Regions from separate parts of the Mus musculus genome. Here region 1 is linked to region 2. Evidence: chromatin contacts called from public Hi-C data. All regions are on one chromosome and are shown on one strand. The core of a region is the stretch at or near the end of the contact, and the rest is flanking DNA. Distances in the headings are between cores, read along the strand shown.

Region 1 (4,986 bases), core at 139-2,638, 34 kb before region 2:
CGGGCTTCCATTGCTTATTAGAAAGATGCAGGCAGGCTCCTAGTGGGGGTGGGGGTGGGGTGGGTAATATACAAGTGAGGCACTTCTGAGGTCAAGATAACAGCAAAAATGTACAACATACTTGTTCACAAAAAAACCTGTTCACACAAAAACCTGTGCATCTTTAATACAAAGGCTTTCGACTAGGAAATTCTTGAAAAAATGAAATAAAACTAATTGCTTTTGCAAATTTAGCTTTTGGGAACAATGGATGACAGTGTACCAAAGCAACTGAAAGGTTTCTAATTGCCCAGCTGCTAGGTAACTGGTACCTTTTAAAGCCCCCTGTAATTTTCCTTCCCTCCCCACCTTCATTCTGGTTTGTATAAATCACCTCTGTTTGTCTGTGTGCGCATATTTTTAATATTTTCTGTTTGACTCCCTCTATTTCTCTACTATCATTTACTAGCAACTTTTTGGTGTTCCCTGTAAGACGCAGAAGTGGGATCTAGATCAAATCAAGAGGAAGAGCAGCGACATTTAGTGATGAGTTGGTTTTATCGGTTAACTGAAGTTCTCCAAGTTACTTTTCAGAAAAGCTACACTTGCTCAATGTGCTGCTGGACTACAATTAAAATTACTTTAAAACACATTAATCCAAGTTACATGTTGCAAATATAATCAGACATTCAATTTTAACAGAAAAAAAAGATCCATAAAATTCTCTCCACCACGTTCTCTGCACTTTGAAGACCGACACGAACACTAAGAAATGCCTGTGTGCCACTTAGTTACGGGAGAAGAAAGAGGGAGAGGAGAAGCAAGTTTGACCCAGAGAACCAGATGGCACTGTACACATGAATCCAAAGTGCATTTGTAATAGTTCAGAAGCTCATTTTAGGCACTGCTGAATAACCAATGAAAATAGGTAGTTTCAAGTTTTTCTCTTTAAATTTTAAGTCCTGCCTCATCAACATCTACTCAGAAACATACACACTCTCTGGAGTTGTCATGATAAAATACAGGTAATTATGTTTATTTTTTTTTTAATTCTCCCTGACTGGTACTGGGAAGAAAATAGGAATACCATTTTGGTAATGGCTTCTGAGTTGAAGAAACTGGTTGTATAAATGCTTCAGTACATACATAAGTTTGATTGCCAGTTCCAAGTTTCAATAAATATTTTAAAACAGGATGTGTAAGGAAAAAGTGCTTCAATTCTTCCAGCAACCATATGCATTTGGGGAAAGACTTACTTACACTCCTTAGCGCTTTTCCTCACCCCCGATTTCTCTGGTGGGCACTGGCCACCCTGAACAGCCCACAGCCCTCCTTTACTGGAGACACCATTTCCATCTTTCAGCGCTGGTCTAAAGCCATCCAGCAGGTGGCACTGCAGCTCCGCAAGCACTGCTCAGGAAATCTAAGGCTTCCCCACAGGCTGCAAGCATCCTCTGAGAACTACAGATCAGGAGCAAACAGGCCCCCCAGCTGGAGAATTTTTGGGTCACGCTATTCAGATGATTTCATTTTCAATATTTACTTTTACTTCACCAGTTTTGTTGAGCTATCTGCTTACATTCTAGACAAAAGAGAAGTTTTAAAGAAAATGCCCAATGGCAGCGCCCAATCTGTACAGTGAACAAGAAATCATTCTTGAATCCACCTACACGTACATGTTGGGAATTGGATTAAACTGTCCATCTAATTCACAAAGAGACTCATTAACATTATATCATCAGTTTCTTTTCTGGACTGGCTTGAATTCATGTGTGCTAATTACAAAAATCCAAGGTTAAAAAAAAAACAATTTCATTATCATAGTTTTTAATGAAGAGAAATGTTTAAAATTGTAAAGGAAAAAATGGGAACGGGATGGCAAAATCTTAGCAGCAAAGTGGTTAAACAAACTGAAAATATTAATGCACAAACATTAAAATATTAAAGCATGTACGTTGCGTATAAAATACAGTACAGAACCAGGAGATGCACTATAGTGACTAGTGCTTAACAGAAAAAAAAAATGATTAATTTTGTTCTTCTCAGAAGTATATACACAGTTTATTTCCATGGCATTTCCTATATTGCCAGCAAGTTATTTTCTTTAGTTATTCACACCTTGCTCCAACCTGAATTACAAACCCAGAACTTACAAATATGGATAATCACTCATAAGGAAAACCAGGACTCTACTTCAGCAAGAAAAAGGAATCCTGAAAGGTAACAGTCTGCTCTAGGAAACCAAGCTCCTCTGAAAACAGCAAGGACGAAGATCATCTATCTGTGCAGCAGCCTCCAATGTAGAAACAGTAAAAATAAGACTGAAAATTGCTGCGACAGTGTCTGGTTTTGGATTTAGTTCATCCAATTGATTTTTAGTACAAAACTAGAAATAGCCTCTTCTTCATAACATCTATAGTTATCAATATATTTTTCTTCTTTTCAATGTGAAATAATACTTCAAGATGATCTATATACATAATGTTGTCAGTTCAAGCTGTCATATAAATATAAATGCTTTCTTAAAAAAAGTATTTTACAGACAGATAGTGTTATATATATATACATTGTTCAGTTTAATCTGGGGCAAAAGAAGAAAGCCAACACAAGCCGAAGTGTGACACATAAAACTGACTGCACAGAAATGACACTGAAAACCTGGAGAATGGACTTCAAATGGTAGTGTGATTTTCATTTTTATCACTTCAGAAACTTTAATCCATTAAAAAAAAAAGGCAAAAAAGGCACACTGCTTTCTTTCCTGAGGGAGTATTTTGCAACAATCCCTCACAAGAGTTTTAATAGTAACACTTTAAAAAAACAAAACCAAGACAATTTGACCTCAAAGTATTTTTAACCTGTTTGCTGGAGCATATCACACTACTTTGTAAATCAAACATCCCATAATACAAATGCTCTGCGACAGGAATGTGGTGTATAAGATTTCCATTCACAATGGTGGATTGAATACTTTCCTGGGAGAATTCTGCATATGTGTTACTGCAAAGTAACTTTGCTCCTGAAATATAATAAAATGCAACTGAAAGGTATTAATTACCATTGTTATGTGAGTAATAAGCACAGAAAATCAGTGAAACAGCTGTGCGAGTTCTGGCTCAGCAGAGTGAGAAATGGAGATCTCAAGCGGAAACTGTTTCACACTAACTATCCAGTTAATGCTTCTGCCTTGTAAAACGTTTATAAATGCAGTTAAGTTCTCTGAAGGAGGAAACTCTGAAAGAAAACAACTTGCTGGCTGAATACCACAGAAACAAAACAACTAAAGGAACCCTCAATTTCTTCTGTTTACTCAATCTCTTTATATAAAAATAAGTGTTACATTTCCATCAGAACATTAGACAATTACATCTGTGCTTTAAAAAAAAAGGTTGGTCACTCAAGGCTATTAGAGTATTTTAAAGATTTTAGATCTCCAGAATGTACAGATATGACTCAATATAAACTGCAGCCCAAGAGAGCTGAGGATGAACTCACCGAATCTCTCACATGGACACAAACGTTATTAACTAGATGAGTTAACTACTCAACACATATGGAATGTGGTGGCAGATATGTGCACATCTACCTCAGAACTAGGAAGGGCAAGAAAAGTTTAATATGTCATAGTTCGTACCTTACATTTAGTTAAATATAAACATTTGTTATTTATACATAAAACTGCTTTCAAAAAACAACCAATGATTTAGTTGCACTTGTCTTATCTCTTAATTTCCCAAGTACTAACTTTTCTGTACTGAAATCACTGTCCCTTAGTGCACTTTTTAGTTAATGTCCTAAAGAATTCAAATCTTTAAAAAGTCCCATCACCTAGTGCATAAATATGAAAATGCCAAAATTAATCCCTTTTAGTTGGATCCTATTCTATGTTGACCTTTTGTAATCAATAACCAGAAATGACTGCCTTCTGAAAATGCTCTGTGATCTGTCCCAGAACATGCCATGCACTCAGGGAAACAGGCACGGCTAGCATCTGTAAATCACAAGAACTGATGAGTTCTGCTTCCTCCACGCATGGCCCCAATGATACCGGCAAGATTCCATATTGCTTGCCAACAGCTTCCACAAATCCAAGTTAGCTAATTCCTGGAGATGAAGGTTTAAGCTCATGCCGGCCCTGGACTGCTTCACCCAGCAGCCTTATGTTTCCCACCACAGCACCCGCATGCCTCACCACAGCGATGGCACATTCTCAAAGGGACGTAGCAGCACATACATGGTACAATGAAAGACAGAGCTACCAGGGCTAACCACCTTAGGCAGAACTTGTCATCGCTAGTGTCACACGAACAAGGATCAGAAAAGTCTCCCTCTGAGTCTGACATACAATGATATAGCATGCTCTCAGCACAGAGCATGCAGCTAACTTGATATATGCATCTTTTAACAGGATCTGGAGCGTCCTGGCATTTCCCCCTGGCGTTTTCTTCATGATTAAACCTTTCCTGGCAGTATACGCAGCGAGAACGTTCCCCATCCTCTTTTCTTCGTTTTGACTTAAATTTTAACGAGGGAGGCTGTGTCTTAAATACCACAGAGTCTTTCAGAGAACTTAACTTAGTCTCATCCCCACAGTGGTAGAGATAGTCTGACTTTTTACTGTCTTGTTTAGAAAATGGAACACTGGAGTCAGTATCATCTCTCTCCAAGTCATTTTTCCACATGTCCGGATGTCTGTAGTCTGCATATCGACGTATTAAGATATCTCGAGGATTTATTCTAACAATCTCATCCTCATCTTGAAAGCTGACATGTCTGATTGACTTCAAAGGGACCTAGACAAGATAAAAATTGCAGTAAGGACGATGGTGGTTGATTTTATGTCAGTGTGGTAGGATGACCCCCACCTAGGGATTCATTCAAGGAGCTCTGTGACCAAGTTTTAACTGAGATCAACACTTCGGCTGCTGGACCACAGCCAATCAGACAACACCTGAAACAAAGACTACCTCCCTGTAGAGCAAGAGGAAGTTCTGCCAGCAGGGTGCC
Region 2 (5,724 bases), core at 1,254-3,753:
GTCTTGCTTTGTATTTACTATGGTTTTGTGGAAGCAAGGCCCATTCAAAACCTTGAGTAAAGATTATTAGTCATAGCTAAGAATCAATAATCAATTTTCTAAGTCTGTCACCAATTGTTTACAGAATGGAAACACATCTAACCAAGTCAGATATCTGGAAAATCCTCAAAGAGAAAGAAGCAGAATTTTGTTTTTTAATCTGAAGGATGAATAGGTGCTGAATGAACATTCAAAGCTCTTATTGACAATATCATCAACATGCCAGAGTACATACCTAAAACTTCGACAGCTGGCATGTGATTTCCATAATCTCAAATCTCGTAATGAGATCCTGTCTTCAAAAAAACCGTAAGAGAGCCATGGGAGACAGATGAGTCCAGAGCACTTGCCATGTAAGCGTGAGGAAGTAAGTCTCATGTGAGCTCCCATGTAAAAAGCCTGGCACAATCCAAAAATTGCCAGCTGAGTAGTTTATAAACAAATTTATACAGCTCTATGACTTGAAAGTTCAGTTTCACTTAGCAAAAATAAAGGTATTGGCAATGCTGCATTCCTTTCAAGAGGCTAGGAGAGAAAAAGCTCCTAGACACCATTAACATTCCTCAGCCCCTTGGGTTTGGGTTACTTTTGTATGAATCTTTCTGAAATTTATTCTCTCTGATCATAGTTCCACAGTTGGAAAAACACTGCTTTTAGAAACCTATGGGATTAGACTGGGCCCACTGAGGTAATCCAAGACAAGCTCTCCATTGCAATGGAGTCAAACTTTCAAGGTTGCTAGCATATTTATGAGTTCCAGAGTTTAGGGTTAAGAGCCTTTGGCGGGAGACGTGTTGAATACATTATCTATTCTCTTTGCCACAAATAATACATGCAAACAAACAAACAAAGGTACTCCTCTTAAACAATAAAGAATCTTAGTTATAATAAAAATGATGCAAATTAGAGATTATCAAATGCCAACAATGCATTTACTAGCTCAGAAGATAGAAAATATGGAAATATAAGCTAGTAAATAGGTTTTAAGGTAGTCTATAAATATCCATCAAAATTTAAAATATGAACATTCTTTGACTCAGCAAATCTAGTTGCTCTCTTTCTTCCATGGTGTCCAAACCTACTACTTCCTACATAATGCACGTATCCTCTACCAACTTGAAAGAACTGATACTTTACTACTTATAATGCCCCATGTTTCATTAACTTGCTCCAACAAAAGCTGATATTGCAGACGTTCCCACAGTCCTTTTTAGAACAACCAACATGTGCTCCTTCCAAAGAGGTTGGGCATATCTCATGAGACTCAGTAGCTGTTCTGTGGAAACTAAATAGGCAACTCAAGCAAGGTCGTGCCTAAAGAAAGGCTGATGTTCTCCTGTGGGTTGTGAAAAAACTGTAAAGACACCTCCTGAGAGAGGAGCTAGGAAGACACAGGCAGGAGAGGAAATTATTTTGTAAATGTTTCCATCAAGTAGGGTGTAAATCCAAGACTCGGATAATGAACATTTAATGGTTAATGGCTAGTGTGATTATAATAATAATACTTAAAGCAAAAGTAGGCACTGCTCCATCTTCCTAACTTAATCTATCTGAGAAATTCCTTTTTGCCAGCTAGGAAGAAGGTACAAGTCTATTCTCATTTCTGTGTTGTTAGTTAAAAAAAAATTTTTTTTTTTGCTCAGCCATCATTACTTGTATTATCTATGTTAGCAGACTTTAATGGCAATTGTGGGTTTATATATACGTAGGATAAAGTAGTATCCAACTTTACTATGCTTCCTGGCTCTATGGGGCAGTAGCAAGAGCATTTAGTAACAGATCACCATTCAAGGAAATTTGGGGCTCATCCTAAGAAGGGAAGTCCTTTTACTTTCAACGTTGGAGGGTGGCTTTTGCAGAGTCAGCAAAACTTGCTACGCTGAACTTCTAGACCTTCTGAAGTTACTGTGAACCCCTCCAAGGTTCTGTGCACATGACTTCATTTAACAAAGATGAAAAGCACTTACTTTACCAAATTCATGTAGGGGCAATATTTAGCTATATGCATGCTGAGAGTCCACATAACATCTTGGCACTTAATGCAGGTAGGTGGAGTAAGCTGTAAGAGGCCAGCCTTAAGGGTAATGCAATCAAATTGGGGATACAGGAAAGACATGGAGTCAGTGGCAGGGACCCAGACTCATCAAATAACAAGGAGGAAAAGTTAAGAGTAAACTCACACTGAGTATTAAAATCCACCGACTGGGTGTTCTAAACACGGTCAACATATGAAAGTCTTGGAGGTACCTCCAAGTATTCAATAAATACCTAAATAGGTGAAGGTAAGAGTAACAAAAACAGATAAAGGAGACATTAAAAGTAGCTAAAACTTCTTTACCTTCCATAGTGACTTTGGTGTGTGGGCCCTACAAGGTGACTTAAACAGCCAAATGAGAATTCAGTCAGAATTCAGAACTCTTTAGTGGTATTTACATGGTTACATAATCCTAACATTTCATCCACAGAAGGCAGTTTGCAAACTTCCTCTTAAGAGACTACACTAATCAGAAAATAGAAACTGCAAGACTGTGGAATCTTTGAATGTTTAAATACCCTTTCCGCCTAAATGCAATATAAATCGATTTAATTTTCACTGTCCTACAGCAGTGCTGTCCAATAAAAAACAGAGTCAAACTATGTAACTAAAGAGGGCAGCACTGAATATGGTATGTTACTTCAAGTATAAACACCAACAGATTGAGTAAAATGTACCCAGAATCAATTTTGTTAGAATCACATGGGTGCAGTGATCAAGTAAACTCCAAGTCAAGGAAAGAGAGAGAGAAAAAAGCTATCATCATCAAGGTTATCCTGGTCTGCATTACTAAGTTCAAGTAGCCTATGTCAATTTTGATGGCTGCTCTGTAATTACATGTAAGTAAATTAATAGGTACAATACTGGAAGTTTCTTTTAAACTGTAAGGGGAGGGGCTGGAGAGATGGGTGAGACACACATAAACTAAAATTAAAAAAAAAATCTTTAAATGTGAAAGGACATTACAGAGAAAGAAGGCATTCTAACACTTTTAGAAACTGATGTACTCATAAATAAGTGAATCAATATTGCCTTTTTATTTCCTCTAGTAGAATGTTCATTTCTTTTATATACAAACTTACATAGAATCTTAGATCTTGGCTTGATTTATGAACTCTTAGGCATTTAACATCTGCATCTTAACATTTTTATAACTCCTCATGTTATTTATTCACTTTTAATGGACTGTTTTCAGCTAAACTAAATAATCAAAAACCATCGACCTGATCTGGAGTCTGAACAGAAAGAGAGAGAGGGAGAGAGAGAGAGAGAAAGGGAGGGAAGGAAAGAAAAGCCAGCTGCTTGCTTGCTTTATTTATTTATCTATCTATTTATTTATTTATTTATTTATTTATGGCACTTTTAGTTATTAAATTAGTTTAATAAAATGAGTCCATGTAAGCAGATGCGTAAGCAGGTAAAAGCTGAGTTCTACAGAGGACCCAAAATATCTTTTATACTCCTACAGACAGCTTCTTCAAGTCATAACAAGGGAAGAAAACAACTCTGGCTTTCCACCAAGCATAAGTCATCCAGTCCTCCCAGCCCCATGCTGTTCATCAACAGACAAAATATCACCTAATAACACAGCTGAATATCCAGACACCCAGAACTAAAATCCACTCAAAGTCATTTTCCACAAGGAATTGATTTGCTTAACTGTTTACTGCTATCTAGAACAAAAAAGCCACCAAATAAACAGGTACTTCCTTACAAATACTTGAAAAGTACTTCCTCACTGTAGTTCATTTTATTAATATCAGTTTTCAGAATATGGACACTGCCTGATTATATATAGTATCAATTTTAATGATATCCTATCCTTGCATGATACATAAATAAACATAAGTAGAAAATAGTCATTTATCATAGATTTTATTTTAATATTCGTTAAGATGTATTCATTTATTTTGTGTGTACATATGTATGGGAGTTCCTGTACCACATACATGCCTGGAGGTCAGGACACCCTGCTGGAGTCACTTCTTTCTTCTACATGTAGGTTCAGGGATCAAATGATGTCCCCAGGTACAGCAACAACTGTCTGTACTGACTGAACCATCTTGCCAGCCTATTTTCCTCATGGTGACTTATTAATCATTGTTACTTTTAACTAAGAAGATATTCTTCACAATCAATGAAGGCTGGCTATGTGCATGTGTAACACACACCTATAATGCCAGTACTTGAGGATCAGAAATTCAAGGTCACCTCTGACCACCTAGCCAAGTCACAGCACAATCTAAATGTAACCTAGTTTCAAAAAAATAAGTCCCTGGTAGAGGTAAAAATAAGAGGAGGAAAAGGAGATTGTGATAGAAGACTCTGAAATAATAGCAAATATGTATCCTGGGTCTAAAAGCAGAGAACAAGGTAGTCGTAAGTGTAGCAAAAAGGCTTAAAAGCAAAGGGGCTTCTTATCTTTAAAATAAACTGAGCTTCATTTTAAACTTGGCTCTAAGAGTCCTTTACTGACCTCCACCTCATAAGGTTCATGAAATCCTTAGAGTACCAACTAAGTTTCTCATTTTTGAAGTATTCAAAAATCTTGGAACTGAGTTCCACAGTATAATTATCTTGTCTGTCTTAGTTTATTTGCTAATCCTGAACCAAACACACCTTCACATAATGAATGAGAAGACCTAAGAGTGAAGATGGGATGAAACCTTGAGGAGAAGTTAGGAGGTCTCAACAGGTAAGAGTCAAGACGCACTGACAGACTAAGACTATAAATGGACACTGCAATAACATGGGCAGAGACTTAATTACAAATATGGTGCAAGATTTAAAATACATATATACTATCCAAGCATGAGCTGGAAGAGTATAAACAACAAGAAAATTACGTTCAACCTGGGAATTTACTGGTAGATGGCCTTATATATTAAAAAATAAAATTATTCTAGGCTTCTATGCTGAAGAATATGATGAAAATCTAAGAATAAATACACTAAAAAATGGAATCAAGAAAGCTTGGAATAACCAGAAGAAAGCAAAGATAGAAAGGCAGCTAAGAAGATGCTTTGTGAATTCTGATACTATTTTAATTTTGAAACCTGGGAATACAGCAGTGTCTTTATAGAAAGTAGAATTCTAGATCTATTCTTTTTAACAAAACTCATGGAGAATAAGCATTAAGAGACAAAGGGTGAGGCAAAACCTACAGGAATCAGATGATCTCCAAGACTACAAACCTGTAAGGACTGAGATCAGAAGGTACAGAGAAGCTATTAACCCAGAATAAGCTTTCGGCATGGTATTATGGCTTGGATCACCGCTGTCTACTAAAGGCCATGTACTACAGGACGTGGTCACCAGGCTGGGGTGCTACTGGGAAATGGTGGAAACCCTCTCATATCCTACACTCCTCCTCCCAAGAAGTGAGCAGCTTTGTTTCATGACATGCCCCTCTCACCACAGGCCCAAAACAACAAAGCCAAGCAGCAACAGAAAGATGAGTGACACTTGTGCTAATAATGTCCAAAGGTGACAGACAGCCTGAGTGACCAAGCCAATCATATGACATGTACGTTTGTTTTCAATTGGGAAATCAAATTCATTGGATTTTTAAAAATAAAATGGTACTTTAAAGCTGGTTTGGTAAAGTGCTTGCCACATTCCTGAGTTTGGATCCCCAGTAACCAACCCAG

Evidence for each region. Hi-C and Micro-C count contacts between places; a contact is called where the count stands out from the background.
Region 1: a contact with region 2 is called in a Hi-C map of bone marrow-derived macrophages, with 2.4 times the contacts expected there. The contact joins two enhancer-like sites. A contact is called at or near these places in 4 of 39 promoter capture datasets (cranial neural crest, frontonasal cranial neural crest, second pharyngeal arch cranial neural crest and 1 more), 1 of 15 datasets of contacts at CTCF or cohesin (the NIH/3T3 cell line), 12 of 484 Hi-C or Micro-C datasets (the C2C12 cell line, CD8 T cells, the CH12 cell line and 8 more) and 1 of 115 datasets of contacts at active chromatin or transcription factors (embryonic stem cells).

The regions. Positions count from the first base shown.
Region 1 is chr2:117,177,088-117,182,073 of GRCm38.p6, reverse strand. Spred1 (sprouty protein with EVH-1 domain 1, related sequence) reads right to left here. Exons shown (of 7, transcript NM_033524.3): 7 at 1-4,772. The coding sequence ends at 4,125. Among named protein-coding and RNA genes, the nearest start is that of Mir674, 5.5 kb to the left of the region's middle. Within about 2 kb of position 1,388, at least 13 of the 459 cell types and tissues checked have an H3K27ac peak or open chromatin away from gene starts, as enhancers often do. A contact at or near this core is called in bone marrow-derived macrophages, where this site is marked.
Region 2 is chr2:117,142,995-117,148,718 of GRCm38.p6, reverse strand. The region is part of intron 1 of Spred1 (sprouty protein with EVH-1 domain 1, related sequence); the gene reads right to left. Among named protein-coding and RNA genes, the nearest start is that of Spred1, 25 kb to the right of the region's middle. Within about 2 kb of position 2,503, at least 8 of the 459 cell types and tissues checked have an H3K27ac peak or open chromatin away from gene starts, as enhancers often do. A contact at or near this core is called in bone marrow-derived macrophages, where this site is marked.